Regions from separate parts of the Mus musculus genome. Here all the other regions are linked to region 3. The links are chromatin contacts, called in public HiChIP or PLAC-seq and promoter capture Hi-C maps. All regions are on one chromosome and are shown on one strand. The core of a region is the stretch at or near the end of the contact, and the rest is flanking DNA. Distances in the headings are between cores, read along the strand shown.

Region 1 (4,342 bases), core at 1,307-3,806, 270 kb after region 3:
TTGTGTAGTTCCCTCCCTTAGTAGAGAGAACAGCAGCTTTGCAAGAACCAGAACAGCTCTCATTACTGCCTGCTTCGTCTTGGGCATACATCCATTTCCCAGGTGATCTTAGTTTCCCTGTATGTAGTTTTCTCTTTGGAGGTAGGGCCTCCCTCTGTAGTTCTGGCTGGCCTTGAGAGGCCAGTCTTCCTGACTTTGGCTTTACTTGTTAAGCACTGGGGTTATAGGTGTGTAGCACCAGGGTTGGAAAAACACAAACCTTCATCTTCCCTTTCTCCCTCAAAATTCAATATTGATGGGCCTACTACTCGCCACAATCTGTTTATAGTCTGGTTCCTGTCAAACAAGCAAGTTCCTATCCCCTAGGTGCCAAGAGTTCAAAGAACTAAGTCTGTAATTTCAGTGGCTTTCAGATTCACACTATAAAAACTTTTGTTCAGCCTAGTGTAGTTGTGCAGGCCTTTAATTCCAGCACTCAGGAGGCACATTTCTGAGTTTGAGACTACCCTGGGTCTATAGAGTGGGTTCCAGCACAGCTAAAGCTGCACAGAGAAACTGTCTTAAAAACAAAGCCAAAAAATTATTTTCCTTCAAATGTAGTATTACAATGTATACAAAGATCAAATATTTTATTATCATTTCTTTATTACTCCAAGAAAATGATATTTAGAAGCAGACGTTTTGGCAACATATCAGATAGTCACAAACCTAAAACTAGTTGTAGAACTGACCACAGCATTCAGTTGTGCTTTTTGATTGCACAGAATCGATAACTGATTTTAATAAAAGAAACTAAATATCTTAACCAGCCTTGGCTCAGGGTCTTCAGCATAAATGTGGGCAACACCTGAAAACTATTGATAACTGATAGCACCATCACATATGACTATTAAACATGCATATAAACTTTTGACTTGCTGGGACACTGTACTAGCAGAATGGTCTTTTGATTTAAATAATTATCAGTGTAGAATGACATCATTTTTATCAGTAAAACATTGGGGAGACATTCAGTAAACAACACGACAAAGGGCGAGTTACTTTGGCAGCATAAAGAGTGGATGGGCTGATCTCTGCAATGAGCTCTTCCATCTTGTTCTGCTCATGACAGCCTTGGGTCTTGGGTCAAGTGCAATAGCCTTCTAATTCGGCCTGAAGGAGGACCTCTTCTTCTTCGGCCTCCTTATCTTTTATCAGTGTCAGCAACTGCAGTAAGCCTGGGGCTGGGCTACCCTCCGGCAGCCCAAGCTCTCTTCGAACTGATTTGTGGACTGCCCCAGCAATGACTTGGTCTAGACGGGCCTGATTCACAACTTCTTTCTCAATTGCTCCTTTCTGAACCAGTTTCTGCAATAAAGGCTCCAACCTTAGAACATAGGCAGACAGCTTTTCATCAGTCTTCTGATAAGTAGTAAGGTATTTGACCTGCAATGCTCTAGGATTATCAATAATCCCAAATATTGTCTCAAGCGTCTTCAGGCATTCTGCAACTGTAATGAAGGGGTTGTTTATCTTGAGGACTCGAATAATTTCAAATGCTGGACCTCTAAGGCTCTCTATCAACCGCCTTCTTTTCTCTACATCTGACACCTGCCATGTTTTCATTACTTGGGAAGTATGAAACATCCAAGATTCAAATTCTTCCTCACCTGGTCCTGGAGGATCCCTGCCTGAGAACACACTCAGCTTTTTGTACCTCAGATACTGCAGGGTAGGCTTAAGGGCCTCATTTAATGCCTGTGCTAACATGGGTGCTCGAATTTCAGGGATCATTATGCCCGGGTCTAGGCCGAGAGGGTCATTCCGATTCCCAAGAACTCTGGTTAATTCACCCATCGTCATGCCCTCCCCCTTTAAAAACTCATTTAATCTGCACAAAAAGTCACTATCAGTATCAGGAGGCTTAAAGATCACTCTCCAGACACCTCCTTTTGCAGGTATTTCCTTGGGGACCAGGGCACTGCCAGTCTCTACTGTAAGCCCAATCAGGGCTACATTCTTGTTCTCATCCCTCCTGAACATCCTCCCAAGCAGTCTGTGTTCCCCTAAGGGAGCAAGGCCAGCCTGCAGGGCCTCCTCTATGTCTGCCACTCCGCAGGTCGGAGGGATGCCGGCAACCAATAGTGCTTTCCGAGGATTCATATCCATCCCTCTGCACCAGTCTTCTAGAAGTCTCAGTGTCATGGTGCTCAGAGTATTTAAATTCTAATTCGACCAGGGCGCCGCCGCCGCCGCCGCCGCTTACAGTGATGTGCGTGCTCGTCTCTTTAACACGCAGAGGTCCGGGAGCCTGAGAAAACAGAGCATCCACGTTAAGTTAACCGTGTCTGACTCCCGAGCAGTTCCTCCGCCCACCCGCCACAGGCGCTTAGAAACGAACGCCATCAGGATCACCTGCCCGTAGATACATCGCTTGGGTCCCGGAGAGGACGTCTGACCTTTGCGGGGTTTAGGAGAGACCCGGGCTCCCCGCGCCCGCCTCCCGGCCGAGGGCAGAAGAACGACCGCAGCAAACGCCTCAGGGAACAGACAACCGCCTCTGGAGGCGGCGCGAAGCTGACAGCCTGACGTCATGAGAGGCCGGCGCGCGTTTCCGGCCCTAGACGGAAGCTCTGAATGCGGCGGTATCCGGGACTGCGAGCGGGCGGGCCACTCAGGACAGGAAGGTGAGACCCGGGGCTGCTCGGCTTGGCTGTCAGGCTGGCCCGGCGTCCGGCCGGGAGCCGAGCTCGGGCCTCTGCAGGCCAAGCCTGGCGCCACTGCCCAGCTCAGCTCGGCGGCGGGTGCAGTGGGGGGCGGGCCCGGCATCTCCAGGTGGTTCCCCCCGCCTGGGGCTCCGGAGGGCGACGGGGCCCGCCGCCGCCGCGTGACCAGCCGTAGTCACGCTGAGCTTAATCACTACTAGCTCGTGCTCCCGCCGCCGCGCTCACCTTCTTCAGCTGCGCGACCCAGAGGGTTTCTCTTAAGGTGGCTTGTTCTGAAATGCCAAAGGCACCTGACTGTTCAGAACTGAGTGACTCTTGCTCGCTTGCAGGGGGAACAGGAAGATTTTCGGGACCACTGTAAGTGTTTGAAAGAGTTACCGTCTTAACTTGGGGACTCCGACGTTGGTTTAACGAGTAGAACTCAACCCAGTGCCCACGTCTGAAATAGTGTTAAGCCAGAAAGCATTTCAACTGTCAAGAGCAACGTCCTGTGGGGAAACTAGATGTTTCATTATCTGAAACGAAGGTGTACTGGGTCTACTCAAGCAAGAAGTGATGATTCATTCACTCTGGGGTTCACATAAATAACAGCACTCAGTAGACACTGAAACCAGTATTTTTATGTGCTTACAACTGTTATATAAAACCACCTGTAAGCTGTTTACAGCTGTTAAATCTTAAAATGCTCGTGCTTTTCAGAACTCTTGAATTTAAATCATGTGCACTTGGAATAGTTGCCATGGCAACATTATTAGACCTTAACAATAATTTTTCTGTGTTTGCATTGAAGGCACAGAGCATGGAGAATGATGAACTTCCGTCAGCGGATGGGATGGATTGGAGTGGGACTGTATTTGCTAGCAAGTGCAGCAGCGTTTTATTATGTTTTTGAAATCAATGAGACTTACAACAGGTTGGCTTTGGAACACATTCTGCAGCACCCTGAGGAGCCTCGGGAAGGAACCACATGGACACACTCCTTGAAAGCTCGGTTACTTTCCCTGCCCTTTTGGTTGTGGACAATTATTTTCTTGATTCCGTACTTACAGATGTTTTTGTTCCTTTATTCTTGTACGAGAGCGGATCCCAAAACAGTGGGCTACTGTATTATCCCCATATGCTTGGCAGTTATCTGCAATCGTCATCAGGCATTTGTCAAGGCTTCTAATCAGATCAGCAGACTACAACTGATTGACACATAACACCCATCACCGGTTTCCCTTATTGTAAGACTGCCAGCACTGTATAGTGGCTGACCACAAGACTGCAGTTTCTTCACAGGTCTCAGGAAGTTGTGGTGGAACGAGACTTAAAAAGTGACAAGAGGACTGACTACTTTATCTGAATAATGACTTTTTAGGTAAAGCCTGAAATATAGTACTACACAATCATGTTGATGACTTCAGAGTTTGGAAGTAAAATAGTGGCTTGTAACCTGCAGTCTTTAGAAACTTGAATAAGCGCCTGAATTTTTTTATTTCTATTCTATGTGCAACATAGTATGATTCAGAAATTTTTCCATTGGGGAAAATATTTCCATTGTGTTAAATGTAAAAAGGTCTGACCATGATCATAAAATTTAAATTTTATACAATTACTTTGCTTGCTTTAAAAATTTTCAGACTAAGACACTAATC
Region 2 (4,227 bases), core at 1,199-3,698, 300 kb before region 3:
GAAGAGACAGGGGATCGCTGGAGCTTGCTGTATGGCTATCTAGCTCAATGTCCAGTAAGAGAGACAGACCCTGTCTCAAGGGAATACGACTCAGGACACACATATCCTTCTCTGGTCTTCGCATGCACACGAATCAGTGCTCCCACATGAGCGCACATACAACACTCACACACACACCACATATGCACACTCACACACACCACAGCAACAGACATATGAGTGTGTGATATAGGCAGGTGCTGGGTGCCAGTTTTCATTATCTGGTCTGAGTAAAAGACCCATGGGTGTTTATTGAGTCTTTAAACTTTTATTTAGGTCTGGGAACACTCAAAATAAGATGATGCAAAAATGTCAGAAGGGGGCCCGCAGAAAAAGTACAGCTGAAGTCAAGAACTCCGAAGTGTCCCAGGGTAGAACACAAGGACCACAGCTGCCTAAATCTGCCCTGTGTGAGATGTGTGACTCAGGGACATCTCCTGAGTCTGTGAGTCCTTGTCACAGGGCGGAGGAGAGCTTGTCACTTCCATCTGCCTCCCCCCACACTGGTTTGGAATGGAGTGAAAATCTCTGATGCTCAGGAGAGCTGCTTTCCAAGGAAGATGGCTGCCTACTTTTTGCTCTGATTGCAATTGTTGATCCATTTTACTTACTTGTTTGAGAAACATTATTTGAAAAAAAATGTGTGTATATAAAGAAAACATTCTTTCACCAAAACAAATGTAAAATAGTTAAATGAGAGAATAGCACCAAAAGGCCCAGTGTCTAAGGTCCAATAACAAGAATATTCTAGAGAAGAGAAACAGGGAAACAAAACAAACTGAGGATAGGAATCATAAAAGCTAATCTGAGAACATTTGGAACTGAATCGCCAAACAACAAGTCTGTTAGGTCCTCAGTGTGGGCTGGGGATGTGGCTCAGTTGATAGAGTGATTAATACCCACAAGGCCACATAAACTGAGTGTGGTGGCATATGCCCATGATCCCAGCACTCAGGAGGCAGAGTCAGGAGGATCAGGAGTTCAAGGTCAACATCAGCTAGATGGAGCATTTGAAGCTAGCCAGAGCCACATGGGATCCTGCATCAAACCAAGCAAATCCTCAGCAAGAAGCCATAGATAAGCTTCACTAATTTGACAGGCCTTTACTGCTGTGAGCTTGTGTTCAGTACTGAGAAAGGTGTCTGGAAGCTTCCAAAGGGAGAGAAAGGGTCACAAACAAGGGATTCAAAAGACTGGCATATGATGACGATGACAGTGCTGACACTGGAGGCCATCGGGTAGGTCTCAGAAAAACCACGAACCTCTTTACTCAATTCACCTATAGGCTGAGCCTCCATCATGGTGCAGAGCAGAAAGAAACAGGCAAGCATGTGAGCTCTCACAGGGCATCTCTGAATCACGGTGGCCTTGTGGTCGTCACTCCGGTCCGCGGTGGCCTTCTACGGTCTACTATGTATCCTTGACAGGAAGGGCTCAGCTGAGAGCCTGAACTTCCCCTCTCCTCTGCTCTCCCTGGCTGCCATTGGTCAGATAGTTGCTGACTGCCCCTGATCTCAGTAGAAGACGACACCCCACAGCCCCACTGGACTCGGCTTGTGTCTCGAGGTACCCCATTAAGGTGCTGTGACCTCCTCCCTCATGTGCAGACTGCCACAGTCAGAGAAGGGTGACATGGGAGGTGTCGAGGACGGAGCAGAGAGGAATGCTGGTGGTGGCGTGGCTCTGACCTGTGACATCCATAAACTAGTCAGGGTCTGGGTGGGATACAGGCTAAAGAGAGGGGCAGAGCCAGCATATATAAAAGCAGATAAATATCAACCAATACTAGAGGATTGATAGGTTAGGGGTTCTCAGAGTGTGTCAGTTTCCTGACAGCACCCCCCACCCCGAGATCTAGGTACAGAGTAAGTGAGCCACATTAGGCAGGCTCATCCCTCACCTCCATACCCCAGACCCAATTAGAACAGCAAGGTGCCAGGGTGTGACCTTTGACCTTTACCAGCTGCTCCCATGGGTCTCTGAAGCTAGAATTGAGTTTGACCCTCCAGAGAGGATAGCGCATGGGCATCCCCTACTGGACACAGAGAACCCCGGACTTGGTCCCTAAAGTGTCTGAGAGGTGATGGGGAGCTATCATCAACCACACTGTACGTGTAAATGTGTGTGGTGATCCTGTTGAGGGGTGCAGGGGTGGGCATGGCAGCACCCTACAATCGAAGTGTCTCTGGGTGAGGATTCTGCAGAGGAAAGTACCAGGCTTCCAAAGTGAAGTTTCCAACACAATTAGACCACCCCCTCTGGATCAGTCAGTTTCCATTGCTGTAATAAAAGACTGACCAGGATCAACTTATAGAAGATAGTCTTTATTTTGGCTTACAGTTCCAGAGGGGGAATCCATGACATCAGGGGAAGCACATGACAGTGGTGAGCTGGAGCAGGAAGCTGAGCGAGCAGGAAGTAGAGTGGCTATAGACTTTCAAAGGCTGCCTCAGTGTTGTACTTCCTTCAACAAATGCATACTTCCTTTTTAAAAAATTTATAATGTTTATTTTTTTAATTGGGTATTTATTTCATCTACATTTCCAATGCTATCCCAAAAGTCCCCCACATGCTCCCCCACCCACCCACTCCCACTTCTTGGCCCTGGCGTTCCCCTGTACTGAGGCATATAACGTTTGCACGACCAATGGGCCTCTCTTTCCACTGATGGCCGACTAGGCCATCTTCTGATTCATATGCAGCTAGAGACACGAGCTCGGGGGGTGGGGTGGGGTTACTGGTTAGTTCATATTGTTGTTCCACCTATAGGATTGCAGATACCTTTAGCTCCTTGGGTACTTTCTTTAGCTCCTCCACTGGGGGCCGTGTGATCCATCCAATAGCCGACTGTGAGCATCCACTTCTGTTTGCTAGGCCCCGGCATAGTCTCACAAAAGGAAGCTCTATCTGGGTCCTTTCAGCAAAATCTTGCTAGTGGATGCAAGGTGTCAGCGTTTGGAAGGTGATTATGGAATGGATCCCCGGATATGGCAGTCTCTGGATGGTCCATCCTTTCGTCACAGCTCCAAACTTTGTCTCTGTAACTCCTTCCATGGGTGTTTTGTTCCCAATTCTAAGAAGGGTCAAAGTGTCCACACTTTGGTCTTCGTTCTTCTTGAGTTTCATGCGTTTAGCAAATTGTATCTTATAACTTGGGTATTCTAAGTTTCTGGGCTAATATCCACTTATCAGTGAGTACATATTGTGTGAGTTCTTTTGTGATTGGGTTACCTCACTCAGGATGATGCCCTCCAGGTCCATCCATTTGCAATGCATACTTCCTAAAGGTTCCATAACCTCCCCAAACAATGGCCAACAAACAACTGGGGACCCCACGCCTGCACCTATGTGAGACCACTATCTCATCCATTACGCTGTTAAACCCAACAGTCAGCTTGTGGCCAGTCTCTGATGGCTTCTCCCTTCGTTTTCCTCTTCCTTTGTTGCTCAGTGAAAAATCCCACAAGGCAGTTCTCCTTGCCAACGCAATACCAGACTATTGCTGTAACCACCATGCCTGCACACTCTTCTCACACCTGGGAAATCTCTTTATTCAAACCAAACCCTGGCTCATTCAAACCAAATGCTGCCTTGGAGAGGGGGGCCTCCAAGCCCTAGAGCAGAGAGAGTACACCCTCGGAGTCCTACACTTTGCTTGCTCTCAGGTCTGGTCCTAGAGACTGGAGCTGTTTGGTGGATCATTGTGAGTGTGAGCCTACCAGCACCCCACACGACCACCAACTCAATGAAGCTCTGCAGAGGAAGGAAGGAGCCTCCCTTCTCCTGTGTGAGGAGCCTCAGAGGTGGTGAGCTGCCACCTAACCAAGAGGATAAAGCCCCAGCTTGTCCTGAGGCGTTGGGCAACCAGGCCAAGATGGACTTCAAGATCACCTTGCAGTACCCACCTGTCTTAGTCAGGGTTTCTATTCCTGCACAAACATCATGACCAAGAAGCAAGTTGGGGAGGAAAGGGTTTATTCGGCTTACACTTCCACACTGCTGTTCATCACCAAGGAAGTCAGGACTGGAACTCAAGCAGGTCAGGAGGCAGGAGCTGATGCAGAGGCCATGGAGGGATGTTCTTTACTGGCTTGCCTCCCCTGGCTTGCTCAGCCTGCTCTCTTATAGAACCCAAGACTACCAGCCCAGGGATGGCACCACCCACAAGGGGCCTTTCCCCCTTGATCA
Region 3 (4,161 bases), core at 603-3,102:
CTACATTCCAGCAGTGAATGGTAGATCATATGATCAAACTGTCATCAGTGGAGCTGGAAAGGATATCTCCATCTTGGGATGTAGGACAGTCACCTAGCAACCACTGATGATAAATAGCCCTTAACAGGAAGAACAGCTTAGTTAGAATTAGTTGAGAACTGCAATGCCAGTTACCACACAATAAGAGCAAGACACTCCTTACGGCATTGTGAGAATGGAGCCGCTCAAGGATCCTGAAACTGTTCTCCACTTAAGAAGGGCTCTAAGATCACAGCAACAGTGATTTTCGGCTTCTGCTGGGAGTTAGTCTCACTACTGAGTTGGATTAAACCTGACTTAATAGGAAGAAAATGGCTTGTAGTTATTCCCCATATTCAATGCAGAGACAATAAAAATTTGAGTCTAGGGGCACAGACTTTGGAGTGAGATGGACACCTCCCTTTTAAGGACAGATAATATTGGAACCAGATTATTTAACATCTCTGAGTCTTAGTTTCCTCAATGCCCAAACGCACTTACTTGAGAATTTACCATAGGCTTTTCAGTTGGCGAAATTAGCCTGGTCCTGTTTACCCAGTAGATGTAGCCTTCAGTGAATTATTGAACACAGATTTTCTTTTTAAAAACCCATTTCAAAAAGTCTGTGAGCTGTATGCAAAATATAACTATAGCACTATTGAATAATAGTCTCAGTTCAAGTTATCTTTTCTACAAGGAACCCTCACAAACTGACTTATTTTCCTACCTCGGGATACTTCTCCCTGTTTCTCTTGGTTTACAAAAGGCTCTGAACTATTGTTGATTCATTAGTTTAGGCAAAATCCATCTCTGTCACTTGAAAGCAGGTTCTTTTTAAAAAATTGTATTCTTTTATTTTTTTTCTTATACTATTTTATGTATTTACATTCCAAATGTTGCCCCCCTTACTGGTCCCCCCTTCCCGAGTTCTTCACCCCATCCCTTTAAATTGTATTCTTTTTTTCTTTTAAAGATTTATTTCATTTATATGAGTACACTGTAGCTGCCCTCAGGCACACCAGGAGAGGGCACCAGATCCCATCCCATTACAGTTGGTTGTGAGCCATTGACCTCAGGACCTCTGGAAGAGCAAGCAGCCAGTGCTCTTAACCACTGAGCCACCTCTCCAGCCCTTGTATTTTTTTTTTAATTGGATATTTTTTTTGTTTACATTTCAAATGTTATCCCCTTTCCCAGTTTTTTTAAAATTAGGTATTTTTCTCATTTACATTTCCAATGCTATCCCAAAAAGTCCCCCATACCCTCCCACCCACTCCCACTTTTTGGCCCTGGCGTTCCCTTGTACTGGGCATATAAAGTTTGCAAGTCCAATGGGCCTCTCTTTCCAGTGATGGCCGACTAGGCCATCTTTTGATACATATGCAGCTAGAGTCAAGAGCTCCGGGGTACTGTTAGTTCATAATGTTGTTCCACAGCCCTTGTATTTTTAATTTGTGTGTGTGTGTGTGTGTGTGTGTGTGTGTGTGTGTGCTTTGTGAATGAACTCAGAACTCAGAACTCAGGCCGTTAGTCCTGGCTATTTATCTATGTACTCTATTTACTGAACCATCCCACAGGCCCAGGGATTAGACAGTTCCAGTCTCTGCCTCGAAATCCTCACGTGTAAAACTTTTGAAAGGGAGGAGGAGCTCAGAGGCCTGGGCCGGCTCATGCCCCGCCCAGTTTGGCTTGGGCCCGCCCCTGTGGTGCTCGGGACCCTGCCCCCCGTTGTGGGCGTGCTCCGCAATGTTGTGGAGGCCGCGTGCCGGCGGCGTTACGTCACACGCACGCTGGCGCGGCACCCGGTTCGGCGGCAGACGGAAGGGGGCGTGGCCTGGCGCTAGGGCCCCGCGGCCGCCGGCGCCGCCGCCTGAGTGACCTGCTAGGCGGCCGGCGGCGCTCAGCTTCCGGCCACTCAGGCAGCTCGTTGGCCACTCTGTTTTGAGGTCCTCGCCGCCCTTCCACGTCTCCCGGAAGAGCTAGCCGGCAGGTCCGGGAGCAGCGGGCTGCTGTGGCGGCCCGGGCGGGCGACGAGGCCGCGGTGCTGCCGCTCGGCGTCCTCAGGTGAGGCGCGACCAGGCCGCGGGCGGGACGGCTTGGCCTGCGGGACCCGGTCTCCGCCTTTCCCGAGCGCTGTCGTGCTCGTCTTCGCTCAGGGACAAGGAAGGGGATGCCAGAGCCCCGTAGCCTCCGGATACCGAGGCTGACCCGCCCTCCACCCCGACTCTGCTCTGGGGACCCAGTACGATGTGTTCTCGCCTCTCGGGGACCCGTGGTCACACCGCCGGGCCTGACCCCTGACCCCCGCCTCTGTGTGACATCTGACCTTCCCGGTGGCTTTGCACCACGGGAAGTCCCCTCTTGGAGTCTGTCACTGAGATAAGAGCTCAGGTTTAGTGTCTACGATCCACGTGAAAGATATGTTTTAAAGCCCCGTTAACTTTCAGATGGGAGGCAAGACATTAATTGTCTTCAGGCTTTTTTTTATTAGGAGAGCTACTTTTCTCTCGCTCATCACTAATTTTTACATCGAGCTTGTGTAACGTTTTATAAGTCAGAAGGCATGTTACATTCCTTTTTCATTTGGTTTCTCATAAATTGAAATACACACTTAAATGGGTTTCCTAAAGAGTGTGTTGAAACAGTTAACTTCCGACGAGGTTAGAGCGGAGAGGTTAAAAGGTGGGTTTACCTCTAGGTTGACCTAGATTCCAGTGTCTGAGGTGCCATCGAAGTTCCAGGATCTTTCTAAGCCATATCCATCTTTATTTGTTTCTAAAGGACTTTACAGTTTGCCATATAATGTAGCTGAGCATTATGTTACTATATTATTTTTATTATTTTATTTTTATATTATATTATTTTTAGTGATAGTGTTTGCACAACACTTGACATATAAGGATGAATTACTTCAGTAGTGTTTCTAGGAGTGCCTGTGTGTGGGCTAGAATTGGAATTTATCATTGAGCAAACCAGGCATTGTGTGTATCCACCCACTCCCCCTTCCCCAGCAGGGAGAGACATGTTTTAAAACAACAGTTGCAACAACCTGAAGCAGTGTAAGGCAAAAGAAGGGCATGCACACAGAATAAAAAGACCTAGCATAGAAGGGAAGGAAAGACAACTCTGATGCCAATTTAGTGAAGAAAGCCCAAGATCTAATAGTTCCAAGCCAAAGGGACACTGACCACATTCAACCAACACTGTTGACTTTGTAGTTTACTTCATTCTACAGCTTAAAGGTTAATTTTACTTCGTGGCCTTGACTTTGGCACCTGGAAGTTTTTTCCATGTGTTGGTTAAATAGATAATTTATACAGTCATTTTTTTAAAAAAAAAATTGAACTCAGCTGGACATGCACATGGTAGGTACTAAATATTTAAATTACTGAAAATTTACTTTAGACCTATATATGCTGCATACATAAATCACAGGAGTGCTTCACTGTTAGTTTTGTTTGTTACTGTTTTTTCAAGATAGGATTTCCCTCTGTATCCCCTGGCTGTCCTGAAACTCACTCTGTAGACCGGGATAGCATCAAATTCAAAGATCCACCTGCCTCTGCCTCCCAAGTGCTGGGAATAAAGGCCTGTGCCACCACCACCTAGCAGGAGTGCTTCACTTTAACAGTAGTAACTTTGTGATAATCAAGTGGGGTTTCTTGGTTTGTTTTGTTTTGTTTTTCTGTTTTCTTTTTTTTTTTTCCAAGTTCAGCCCTTTGAAACAAATTTCAGAGGCTTTTTATTTGGTTGTGCTGGAATTTTGCCAAGCATTTTTTTTTTTCTGTTTGAATCCTGTATGAGTTTGTTATGACACCCATGAAAAAGTATCATAGGCCAGAGGGATTAACAGTAGAAATTGACTTTTCTCACAGTTCTAAGGCCACAATAAAGGTATTGGCTAGGTTGACTTGTTTATATTATTATTATTTTACTTACTAGTTGTGTGTGCACTTGTAAATGTGGGCATATTTGTGACCAGAGGACAATTTTCTTGGGGCTTCTGCCTCATTCATCAGTAGGTTCTGTGGTTTGAATTCAGACTGTCAAGCTTCAGGGCTAGGGCTTTTACCTGCTCAGCTGTCTGAAGGCTGACTTCTGAGGATTTCCTTTTGCCTTAGAGCTAGCTGTCTTCTCTCCTGC

The links. HiChIP or PLAC-seq counts read pairs in DNA pulled down with a chosen protein or histone mark. Capture Hi-C pulls out chosen DNA fragments and counts their contacts.
Region 1: a promoter capture Hi-C map of liver shows a contact between it and region 3, with 2.8 times the contacts expected there. The contact joins the promoter of Moap1 here to the promoter of Golga5 in region 3. A contact is called at or near these places in 25 of 39 promoter capture datasets (the 3T3-L1 cell line, 3T3-L1-derived adipocytes, the C10 cell line and 15 more), 3 of 15 datasets of contacts at CTCF or cohesin (the NIH/3T3 cell line, embryonic stem cells and large pre-B cells), 26 of 484 Hi-C or Micro-C datasets (the C10 cell line, CD8 T cells, the G1E-ER4 cell line and 17 more), 40 of 115 datasets of contacts at active chromatin or transcription factors (DN3 thymocytes, the HPC-7 cell line, the NIH/3T3 cell line and 24 more) and 5 of 9 other capture datasets (adipose tissue, embryonic stem cells, liver and 2 more).
Region 2: an H3K4me3 HiChIP or PLAC-seq map of bone marrow-derived macrophages shows a contact between it and region 3, with 3 times the contacts expected there. The contact joins the enhancer-like site here to the promoter of Golga5 in region 3. A contact is called at or near these places in 4 of 39 promoter capture datasets (liver, neutrophils and pre-B cells), 1 of 15 datasets of contacts at CTCF or cohesin (large pre-B cells), 30 of 484 Hi-C or Micro-C datasets (the AtT-20 cell line, B cells, the Ba/F3 cell line and 18 more), 8 of 115 datasets of contacts at active chromatin or transcription factors (the HPC-7 cell line, bone marrow-derived dendritic cells, bone marrow-derived macrophages and 4 more) and 2 of 9 other capture datasets (adipose tissue and macrophages).

What each region holds. Positions count from the first base shown.
Region 1 is chr12:102,741,105-102,745,446 of GRCm38.p6, forward strand. Moap1 (modulator of apoptosis 1) reads right to left here and starts at 2,557. Exons shown (of 2, transcript NM_001142937.2): 1 at 2,439-2,557; 2 at 1-2,290. The coding sequence starts at 2,184. The coding sequence ends at 1,126. It overlaps Gm20604 (predicted gene 20604), which reads right to left. Exons shown (of 2, transcript NM_001142939.1): 2 at 1-2,290. The coding sequence ends at 2,268. Tmem251 (transmembrane protein 251) reads left to right here and starts at 2,656. Exons shown (of 2, transcript NM_177140.4): 1 at 2,656-3,062; 2 at 3,496-4,302. The coding sequence starts at 2,983. The coding sequence ends at 3,907.
Region 2 is chr12:102,171,478-102,175,704 of GRCm38.p6, forward strand. All of the region lies in intron 2 of Slc24a4 (solute carrier family 24 (sodium/potassium/calcium exchanger), member 4), which reads left to right. Among named protein-coding and RNA genes, the nearest start is that of Slc24a4, 45 kb to the left of the region's middle. Within about 2 kb of position 2,449, at least 4 of the 459 cell types and tissues checked have an H3K27ac peak or open chromatin away from gene starts, as enhancers often do. A contact at or near this core is called in the HPC-7 cell line and bone marrow-derived macrophages, where this site is marked.
Region 3 is chr12:102,467,282-102,471,442 of GRCm38.p6, forward strand. Golga5 (golgi autoantigen, golgin subfamily a, 5) reads left to right here and starts at 1,853. Exons shown (of 13, transcript NM_001199004.1): 1 at 1,853-2,082. It overlaps Gm30198 (a long non-coding RNA gene), which reads left to right. Exons shown (of 3, transcript XR_381856.1): 3 at 1-595.